2 separate regions of the Rattus norvegicus genome follow, and region 1 is linked to region 2. The links are chromatin contacts, called in public Hi-C maps. All regions are on one chromosome and are shown on one strand. Each heading gives the region's core, a stretch centred on a gene start, on an enhancer-like site or on the middle of the called end of the contact. The rest is flanking DNA. Distances are from core to core; before and after follow the strand shown.

Evidence for each region. Hi-C and Micro-C count contacts between places; a contact is called where the count stands out from the background.
Region 1: a Hi-C map of liver shows a contact between it and region 2, with 2.5 times the contacts expected there. The contact joins the promoter of Casz1 here to the enhancer-like site in region 2. A contact is called at or near these places in 3 of 12 Hi-C or Micro-C datasets (liver, mammary epithelial cells and psoas muscle).

The regions. Positions count from the first base shown.
Region 1 is chr5:164,523,928-164,529,537 of GRCr8, forward strand. It overlaps Casz1 (castor zinc finger 1), which reads left to right and starts at 3,185. Exons shown (of 21, transcript NM_001427668.1): 1 at 3,185-3,307.
Region 2 is chr5:164,467,288-164,472,636 of GRCr8, forward strand. No RefSeq gene overlaps it. Among named protein-coding and RNA genes, the nearest start is that of Casz1, 57 kb to the right of the region's middle. Within about 2 kb of position 2,889, at least 2 of the 93 cell types and tissues checked have an H3K27ac peak or open chromatin away from gene starts, as enhancers often do.

The DNA.
Region 1 (5,610 bases), core at 1,935-4,434, 57 kb after region 2:
ACGTCTCCCTAGAGACTTAGAAATGAGATAGGCTCTTGACTACAAGCATTCCACACAGAAGCAGGGGACTGTCCAGTTTTCTCTGCTAATACAGGCCTCTAGAGACACCTCCCCCCAGCCCACAGTGGACCCAGCAAAATACTGGGGAGTAGAAACTCAAGTAAGATCACTCATCCACCTGACGTTTCCTAGGTTGTACTAAATCGACTGTCCCAGACACTCTGTCCTGGGCTCTTTCTAGTCGCTCTCCCCTAGAGTAGACACTTCAGGACGGCTCGATTCCAGTGAGGGCCTATTACAACCCAAGCAAGCACTGTCATAGGTACCCAGGACACTAAGAGCCACCATGTCCCCGTTTGTAGGCTGCTTCCATTCTAGCAGGGGCAGCCAGAAAGGAAACAGGAATCCACGTATAAGCAAACTCATTGTATAGCCACAAACAGGATAAAGCAACAGAGAAAGGCCAAGAGCTACAGCAGGGGAAATGGCTGAGCCAGTGAACGGAAGCCTACTTTTAGAATGTAATCTCTTCTAGCCATATATATATATAATATATATATAATTATATATAATATTATATTATATTATAATAATTATATATAATATATAATTATTTTATCTCGAGTTAGTTGTGGAAAGGTGTTGGGGTCCAACAGGAGCCTTCTCTGACCTTCAGCCTGTCCAAGATGCTAGTTACTTACACAGGTAAGGTTCCCATTGAGGAACCCATTAAGAGAGGGTTATAGGACTCCTGAGGAAAAAAGTGGGTGAAGAATAAATGGGTTAATGGAGGTTTAGTGGGAGAGATAGGTTTGATGCTGAGGGAAAGGTGGAAAGGAATATGTAGTGGGAACGCTTCTAGTAGGCAAGGGTGTTGAGGCTGATAAAAGGAACGGAGGTGGGTCTGATGATGACGATGATGTAGAAAGACTAGCAAAATCTGTCACCATCCCCTTCCTGGCCGGGCCTCGCTCATTGTCTAATTCAGCTCTGTCTCCCACTGTGGAGTGTTGTTGGACTCAACAAGTACCCACTCAGTGAACAAAGGAGCAAAAGACTACTCCAGACAACCAAACAAATTCCAGACTGAGGACAAGAAGGGATGGAGAGAGGACAGGAAGGAAGGAGTACTGGATGTCCCCAGGAACAATGACAGTTACTGGCACTTAGGGATCAATACCTTGGCCCAAGCCCTTTTACCCCCGCATTGACTTATGGTAGTCTCGAAACACTCCCAGGCAGCAATACTTTTATCGCGCCCATTTCACAGTTGGGTCAACTGAGGTACTTTTATCGTGCCCATTTCACAGTTGGGCCAACTGAGGTACAGAGAGGTCAAATGTCTCTCATCCAAGGTCACCCAGTTGAGGAGTGGCTGGAGATCTGCCCCTGCAACTCAAGTCATTAACTGCTTCTTTATGCTGCTGCTGCCGCTGCCATTGCAGTGGTGAATGTGGACCTTGTCATAAGTTAGGAGGCCTACTTGGCCACCTCTCAGATGACAGTGACTCAGTTTCTCTCTGTGTAGGCTGGCAGGATTGAGCTGGAGATCTCTGGGCGTGGGAAGGGCTGGGGCAGGGAGGGCATGTGTTCTCCTGAGTCACCAGGCTCAAGTATCTCAGAGATACTTGGGTGAGTAAAAAGCCTGGGGCTAGGGAGACCCTTGGGTGGGAGAGAAAAGGCGAGATAGGCCAGGGTCTGCTGTGGCCGCAGACGACTCCTGTTAATTCTTGGGATAAAGAGGGGAGATAACAAAATGAACTGGTGGATTTTGGGGGTGTCCAGACCCCCAAATCTGCTCTTTGGGGGCTGACAAATCTGAGTAGTGGGGGGGTTGGATTTTTGTTGTTGTTTGTTTTGTTTGCTTTTGTTTTTGTTTCTCTCCAGTTTATTTTCCTGCTAGTATGACACCAGCTGTCACTCACCACAGCATCGAAGGAGGGTGAGACACCTAACAGCTATGAGGCACTCTACCACCTCAGGGCTAGAGAGCCTCAGACTCTAGTCATTTGCGACTGGACCAATGAACTTTGAGCTCACAGCAGGGCCAGGAACACATCCCAGCAGAGGACTGTCCTAGGGCTTGCCAGGCAAGATGTGGGGTCCACGAAGCAAAATCTTTAGAGTAGGCCTCAGTAGCATGGTTGAGCAGCGGGGCGTCATTTCCTCCGAGGAGAACTCACTGTGTAAAGCACATCTTGAAGTTGGGTCCTGCTTTGCAGCTTTGTCCATTTATCCAATTAATAATTTACCTATCTAGAACTACAGTGGGGTGGTCAGTTTCTCGCTCATCTTGCCTGGGGAGGGGGGCGGTCCCTTCTCCTTTTCTTTTCTTTTGTGTCACTTCCTGAATTTACATCCTGAATTTCTGCAGTAGGCAAAAAAATGGGTATCGTTAACGAGTCCGTGCTGGGTGTGGTAACCTGGCTGGGAAAGGCAGGGCCAGGCTGTAGGGCCCTAGGACCCATGTCCCTGTCCGTGTAGACAGCTAGGAGGCCCTGCAAAAGATGCAAGCCTTCAAGGGAGATGAAAGAGGCCGTCACCTCCCACTGCCAGGCCAAAGGATCCGCTCTCCCGAGACGCTCTGCTTTCCCGTGGATCTTCCACTTTGCAGCATTATCGTTCTAATGCACATGATTTGCCCTCCTCCCACGCACAGAGTAAGGTCATTCTGCGTGGCCTGTCTTGCTCAAGAATTTATTTCTCGCATAAGGGGCTAAATGAAAACTCCCCTTTGCAGACAGTAAGAGCAGAGAAAATACCAAACACCGAAGATTTCATTCGAACCTTCTAAACTGTCTGGCTTGAAAAAAAAAAGAGTCAATTTTCATTGAAAAAGTGGGAGCCAAACTCGGGGTGTCGAAGGGTTCTGAATAGCTGGAAAGTAACGCACCCTTGTCCCTTTCTTCTGTCCCAATCTCAACTCCATTCAGAGGGTGTAGAAACCTTCCGGAGCAGCAAAAGGGACAGCGGGCTCCGATGCCGCTTCGCTGGCCGATCTTGCCGCGCGCGCACGCGGAGCCCAGCCTAGGTGGTGGGTGGGAAGAATGCTAGAGGGGAAGGTCTGGGGGTGTGAGGGTGGAACGGAGCCCAGCCCCGGGATCCGGCCCGGGTTTTGCATGCCACCCACTCGCCTGTTCGGCCGCGGAGAATTCCATAATCACAGCGGGCGAGAGCGGAGACTGGGAGAGAAAAATCCGGGATCCGGCAACTTTGGTCGCGCATGCGCGCCCGCGGCGCTCCATCCCAAACACACACACATTTTTCCCCGGACTTGGAAAGTCACCCAAAGCCGCCCCAAGTGCAGGTAAGAGACTCGGCGCTCTTTCCACCGCGGCCCCCTCAAGCCCTCCACCTCTGCGGGCATATTGGGGCGCCTCCAGGCTTCACCCCTGTCCCGGTGCAGCCCACTACCCCCGGGTTGCCGCTTGCAGCTGGGAGCGGGCGAACGAGCGAACGACCGAGCCAGTCAGCCTACGAGCGGCGGCTGCCACCCAACTCCGGCCGTACCGGAGGTAGGGGGCACAGAGGGCTGGCACCCCGGCGCGGGGCGGCGCGTCGCCCGCAGTGACCAGGGGAATGCCCGGCGAGCCGCTCCAATGGAGGGAGGGCTGCAGCTCCTGGGGGGTCACTTACTCCAGCTGAGGGGTCGGCGGGGTAGGGGAGAAGAGGGGGAGGTGCCGGGCACGAGTAAAGGACTTCACAACTAGGGTGGGGGCGCTTTCCGCGCAGTGGGCTGGGGGCGCAGGTGCTTGCCAATACTGGGTGATCGTTCCTTCTCCCACGCCCCCTCCTGCTGCAGGGGGATCATGAGCTGTCTGGAGGAGAGAAGGAGGAAGGGGTGAGGGGCTTCTGGGGTGACTTTGCAAGACTTTGCCCAAGGGAAGGGGTGGGTGGGGATCTCCTCTAGCCGGCTCTTGTGCCCCGACACCGGGGTGTGTGTTCTGCCAGCAGAGGTAGGCAGTGTTCGCGTAGGCGCAGGGTGTCAAGGGGAGCTCCGGGTGGGAAAATAAAGGCAAGAGGGTTCTGGGGTCGGGGGAGCGGCGCCCCCTTTTCTATCCGTGCCTGGGAAGTTTATCTCAAGTGCGCCGCTCCAAGCGCGGCAAGTGGCGCTTCTCACTCTCTCCCCCCACCCCCAAGTCTCCCCGGGCTCAGGCTTGCAACACTGGGTACTGGCTCCCACCGTTCTGCTGTCGGCTGGAGGTCGCCCTGGGTCTGGGGAAAAGTTCCGGGGGAGTTGTGGCGGCTACTGTGTGAGCGGAGAGAGAAGTTGCGCCCGGGGACTTGGGACGCTGGGTTGGCAGGCCCGATTGCGGGTGGAGCGCTGAGCTCCGGCGCCGGAGGTGGGGGCCCTCTCCAGGGGTTGGAGAGGATCGGGCGGGGTCTGTGACCCTAGGTGGGCTGAGGAGGACCTAGGGGCTTAGCCTGTGGAGAGGACACGGGATTGAAATAGGCTCCTGGTAGAGGACAGAGAGGAGAGTAATATGTAGGGGCACAGGGGACAGTTAAGGGGAGAGGGCTGGGCCACCGGGACACTTGGGTCGACCTTCACTCTACAGGAGCGTCAAGTGGTAACTGACAGAGTGTCGGGGAGCGGGGCTCCGAGGGGTGCGCGGGAATCAGGGGACCCTGCCAGACAGACCCACAGCCGCGGACCTCCCGGGACAGGGGGCTGAGTCGTGCGCCCGGGGTGAGCCGGCCGGGCGGAGCGGCGGCCGGTTTATTTTTACTCGGTGGCATTTGCAGAATGTGCAGCTGATGACCGTCGGCCGCCAGGAAGTTTTGCTTTCTGTTCTTTCTCTCTCTTTTCGAAGCCAGCGTGACCGGGAGCGAGAGAGCCGGGGAGCGGGACCTGGGAGGGGAGTGGGCGGCCTCCTGGGGTGGAGAGATTAGGCTAGGGGAGCACTGGGGCTACGGGCGGGGGTGCCCGGGAGCGGGCCGGCGCTGGGCCGCGGAGAAGCGGTTGAGCGAATGTCTGTCCCCAGCGTTTGGACTCTCCTCTGCGAGGGGAACAGGTGTATGCGCCGTCAATCACAGCGGGAGGGACACTTTGGGGGCGTAGATTAAGATCATAATAATAGATTTTTCTCTAGGGGGTGGGCACAGATTCTTCTTCCAAGTCTTCCCCGACCGGGGTCCCGAGTTGGGGGAGGAGAGGAGTGAGGCCAGGGACCGTTCTTCTCCCTGCAGACAAGTTTCTCCAGATTCAGCCTCGGCTCGCGAAGCCGGCCTGGGTGCGGCGAGGACTTCCATCCAATCACTCTGGGAAGGGTGAAGGTGTGGGTGCCTGGGTGGAAGATGTGTTCAGCAGGGATAATAACCCTCCTCCGAGCTGGAGCTCCCCTAAACCCGGCAGAATGTTGGGGAGACTGAGAGTGTCTCCAAAGGAGTCTGGGGGGCGCGGCCCTCGGTTTGTGTGTAACTGTCCAGCAAATTCTTAGTACAGTCACAGAGGTTGGGGGTGTGATAGGGTAAAAGACCGGAGTAGTCTCTAGACAAAGTTGGTAAATTTAGGCCGCCTCCAAGCTGGTACAGGCGCGCGGTGAGAGCGCACAAGGGAACTGAAAAACAGATCGTCTGGTAACGTTGGTGACCCCCCCCCCCGTGCCC
Region 2 (5,349 bases), core at 1,639-4,138:
TTTCTTCCCCTCACCAGCTATTTCTCAGCCCCTAGGCTCTGCTTCGAGCTCCCCAGGGAGACCTTGGTTCATACCTAACCTTTCCGCTCGAGGCTAGATCAAGTCCCACATGTGCTTCCCCCCCACCTCCAGCTCCCAGCCGCGATGTTAGTATGCTTAGGGTCTCACTACCCACACACAGCAGGCAGAATCCTGCCTGGGTGGCCATGCCTTTGCTGGAACAGGTAGCTGCCGACACCTCCACCTCCAGTCTTCACCCCGTCCTAGAATCCGTCAGTTTCCCCTCCGACAGCACGGAGCACAATACGCCCGTCACCACCCCAGCCCTGCTGGCAGCCTTTCAGAAGTGGCATGCGACGCTGCTCTTATTCATTCTTAATTTAAGGTTTTGCGAGTTGTAATAACCCCCTTCCCCCCAAATCACTGGGGACGGGGGGCCTCCACGACAGCCTGGGGCAGGGGAGTTGATGGGTAATTGCAGCGCGCACACACGCTGATGGGGTCTGGAGCAGACAATGGAAGCTGGAGCCCAGAGACCCAGCCTTGCTCTCTTCCCGGTGTGCCTGGAGGGGGAGAACCAGGCTGGCACTGGGGCCTGGAATCACAGCCAGCTGTATCATTTGTGGTTCCCCAGGAGAAAGGTAGAGGAGAGGGCCAGCGGTATGGGTCTAGGGGACTTGGATGGAGAGAGATGTCTTAAAAAGTGGGGGACAAAACCTTTTTCCACCATTTCTTCCTGTCCAATCAAGCTACAGGCAGTTTCTCTTTGTTCTGGAACCAGAAATGGTTCCAGTGGGAAAGAGATTCAGGAATGTGGACATGTAGGTAATCTGCTGCCCCAGACTCTACAAGCTGTGTGACATTCAACAATTCCCTTAACCTCTCTGAGCCTCAGTGTCTTCATTGTTAGTAGTCTTGTTTTACTAGCTCTTGCCCCAGGGGTGGTTCTGTCATCAAAAGAAGCCACACGTAGAGGTGTGCCGCTGTGTGTTTCGAGAGACTATATCCAACCAGGGAAGCGACTATTCCACAGTTATTCACTCAAGAGAGATCTGCCCAATTTGTGATCAGAGGTAGTGGGGATTCCGACTCCTGCAAGACGGAGGGAGGGACTTGAGGTAAATATGTCTCTTCACGCTTCCCCTTTCCCCACTCCCAGGAGGCCTTGATCCCCCTGGGCAGTGATCAAGCAACTAAACTCATTCTGACCAGTAAGAAAACAGTTTTCTTGTTGACTGCTCCTTCCTTTCAGCCAGTAGGATTAATTTACCTGGTACTGGCACATAGTAGGTGCTTGGTGCTGTCACATAGTAGGTGCTGGCACATAGTAGGTGCTTGGTACTGGCACATAGTAGGTGTTCAACAAACATTAGCCCAATGAGTGAGTGAGTGAGTGAGTGAGTGAGTGAGTGAGTGAATAAGTGAGTGAGGCCCATGAAGAAAAGTGGAGGTCAAGGGCAAGTGGGGGAGGGGCTCAGGCTGGAGACTCTCAGGCCTACCTGATTTCTGCCCTGGGTTTGAGGACCACTACACCTGTTATTTACACACTGGTCCAGGCTTGCTCAGTGTCTTGTCCTAGTTGAGTTGTAGAGAGGGACCTTGCTGTCTTCTCTATACATTTAAGGGCTGTTGATGAAGAGAGGGTAGGATTCCTTCTGAGTATGGGGCTGGCGGAGAGTAATTTCTAACAGGGGCTCTTCCGGGCTCCCAGGGTTTCTCGTGCCTCTATCCTTATACCTGAAGTCAGAGCATTTTGAGGGAGCTGTGACTTCCTGTGCACAGAGTCACAGGAACCAAGGGGAACATGGCCAGTGTCCCTCCTGGTCCATTCACTGCCAAGTCACCCGGATCTCTTACCCGGGACCCAACAATCTCCCCTACCCAAGAAAGACCAGTAAGTTTGTTGCACCCATGCCAAGAAGCCTCTGGGGCAGGCCTGTCAGTTCCTGGGGAAAGGAGTGGGCACAGGACTTCCAGGGGCTCAAGAGTCACTAAGAAATCAGAATATCACCCGCTTCTCTCACACGGCCCACAGCAAGGGGACACGCTGAAGCTGGATTCTCCTTAGGGACTCGGAACAGTGAGGCAGAGGGAAAAAAATAGACCTGACGATGTCATTTACGGCGTCCAGTGTGCGGAGGCCATGTGCTGGCTGCAAGTGTTCTGTAACAGGGACAGAGCCCAGGAGGGGGCAGGGCAGGCGGAGGTGTGGACAAGAGAAGGAGAGAAGAGGGGAAGAGAACTGTAGAGATGGTGATTGGCCCAGGAGAAGAAAGAGGAGGAAGGGCAGGAGGAAGAAGAGGAGGAAGAGAGGGGAGAAGAGGAGGGAGAGGAGGGAGGGAGAAGAGTAGGAGGAGGAGGAGGAGGAGGAGGAGGAGGAGGAGGAAAGGTAGGAAGATGCTAATGGCACACAGAGATGCTGATGTGGATGGAGACACCTCATGTACACGCATGCCTGGGATGGGAGAGGGAGAGAATGTGGCCGGGGGTGGGGCTGTAAACTGTATCACTGGCTGTAATGGAGTTTGGCCGGTGCTTGCTAATATAGGTAGGAGCTTGAGAGGCAGGGGCCTCTAGACCAGGAGCTGTCTTCGTGTGACAGTTTCCTTGTGCCCGTGAGACACATGTGCAGTGTGTGCATTGTGTCAGCATGTGGAGGAGGGCAGGGCTCAGTTTCCCTCCCTCTCGGCTGTCCCATGTCCCCCAGGATTACTTACAGCCTTCTTCCTGCTGGGCCACAAGCTGGAGTGGGGTCTGCTGGTGGGCAGCCCAACACAGGCAGGCCCTGATGGGGTGGGGTGGGGTGGGGCATTCCCAGAACCGTGAGCAGCCAAGGTCAAGGCTAGGCAGGCAGGGAAAGTGAGCCATAAAAGGGCCACTTCTCACTGCTGTTCACTTGACACTCTCTACCCAGAAGCCACCTGTTCAGCCATCAGTCACCCAAGGAAGACACAGCTTTCCTGAAACTAGGAATTGAACAGAGAGTCCTGGGAGGAGGTGTGTGTGTGTGTGTGTGTGTGGTGTGTGTGTGTGTGTGTGTGTGTGTGTGTGTGTGTGTGTTGGGTGGGGCAAGCCCTCCCTGGGCAGCCTGGAGAGTCAGGTCTGGCCTCTGAGAGCTAAAATTAAAACATACCCCCAATCTAGCACTAACGTGGTACATTTGGGGGCCGCGAGGGGACAAAGCAGTGGCTACTTGGTGGTAATAAAGGGACAGCTTGTGCCAAGGACAGGCATGGGGGCTGGCACCGGGGCTTGCTGGGGTTTGAGGGGCAGTCAGGGCAGCTGGGGCTGGGAGGGACCTGGCTTGGAGGCAGGCCTGGGGCCCTGCCCAGTGGTGGCACCCTGGCCAGTGCAGTTCCAGCAGTGCCCCGCCGTGCCCCGCCGTGCCCCGCCTCCGAGGGCTTGTTAATTTCATCCTTTAGCCCGTTTACGGTGTTCCCAGTTGCTGTTGCTTTTATAAACAAGCATTTTGGTGACCTTCCCCTCCGGACATCAGCTCTGCAAGAATCCCGAGGCCTGAACATTTATAAATAAGTCTTCTCTCAAGTTCCACAACAGGTGTGCCCTCCCCCCCACCCCCCTCCTCTGTCCTGTCCGAAAACTGAACAGTTTCACCAAGCAAAGGGAGGCTGCACGGCCAGTCTTAAAGGGGTAACGGGTCAGTGGGGGCCACATACAGCCTGTCTTAAAGGAGTAACAGGGTCAAGTGGGGGCCACAGATATAAGGCCCAGAGGGATAATGGCCCACCTCCTCTTCCTCCACCTTCCTCAGATTGGGGGTCCCAGAGGAGAAGGCCAGGCTAGAGGGTAGGTGACCCTGACTGCACTTCCCCCAAATGCTGTGGCATTCTTTGGCTAATGGAGTGTATGGGAGTCAGGCTTTACATGAGGGGATTCCCACTGAGACCTCATCCTGTTTCCCCATCTGCTTTCTCGCTTTCTCACTCTGCATACACACACACACACACACACACACACACACACACACACACACACACACGCGTGCGCGCACACACACACACACACATTCAGCTTGCGTTCATTCATTCTTCAGACGTGTCTGGAAACTACTGAGCCACGCCCTGTGCTAAGGACAAAGGACTGAGGACTCAGCCTGCCCTCAAGAAGCACAGTGTGTGTGTGTGTGTGTGTGTGTGTGTGTGTGTGTGACTGTTATTAGGTGTGTGCATACGTGTAAGTGTATATGTATGTGTGTGTGTTGCTGTGTGTGATTGTTACTGGGTGTATGCATGTGTGTGGATGCATGTGTGTAAGTGTGTGTGTATGTGTGTGAGTGTGTGACTGTTACTGTGTGAGTGCGTGTGTTACTGAGTATGTGCATGTGTATGAGTGTGCATGTGTGTGGATGCACATGTGTGAGTATGTGTGTATGTGTGTCAGTGTGTGTGTGTGTGGCTGTTACTCTATGTATGTGTGTGTGACTGTTACTCTGTGTGTGTGTGTATGCGTGTGTGTGTGTGTGTGGGTGGGTGGGTGTGTGTGTGGGTGTGTGTGGGTGTGTGTGAGAATAGAGTACATAGAAGATATGTGCACCCTGGGTGCTAGGGCCCATAGCCTAAGTGGGCAGGACTGGTCCCAAGAACAGAACAGGCTCCCTAACCTAGGGTCTGAAGCTTCCAGGGGAGGCTGGCTCTCAGGCAATCATCTCACAGAGGTGACACATTCCAGGCAAAGGAACTGACTGGGTAAGAGAACAGAGGCAAACACAGCCCCTGGGGACATGGAAGATTTTCAGCCTGGTTGCTGCCCTGGCTTCAGGGAGATCGCCTGGAAGCAGGGACTCTATACCTTGTGGAGGAACTTTCCTGCCCTGACAGCAGCACTGGCTTAGATTTGGGAGTCAGGCTTGAGGGAAGAGGTTTACAAAATCCTCCATGTTGGTAACAGAGGGTTATGCTATTGAAGTCATCCTTGATGATGATGATGGTGGTGGTGATGGTGATGGTGATGGTAGTGGTGATGGTGCTGATGGTGATGGTGGTGATGGTGATGGTGGTATAGTGGTGGTGGTGGTGATGATGATGGTGATGATGATGGTGATGGTGGTGATGGTGATGATGGTGATGATAGTGATGGTGATGATGGTGGTGGTGGGGATGATGATGGTGATGGTGATGACTGGGAAAGAGAAAGGGAAAAGATCAGGAGAGGTGATGACAGAACCTAATATGACCGTGGCATATGGTGATGTGGATACTGCTTAATAATAGTGACGATGATGATGGGGGGCTTTGATGATGATGGGGGTGTGTGATGGTGATGGGGGAGGCTGTGATAGTGATGGGGGGGCTGTGACGGTGACTGGTGGGTTTGTGATAACACTTGTGA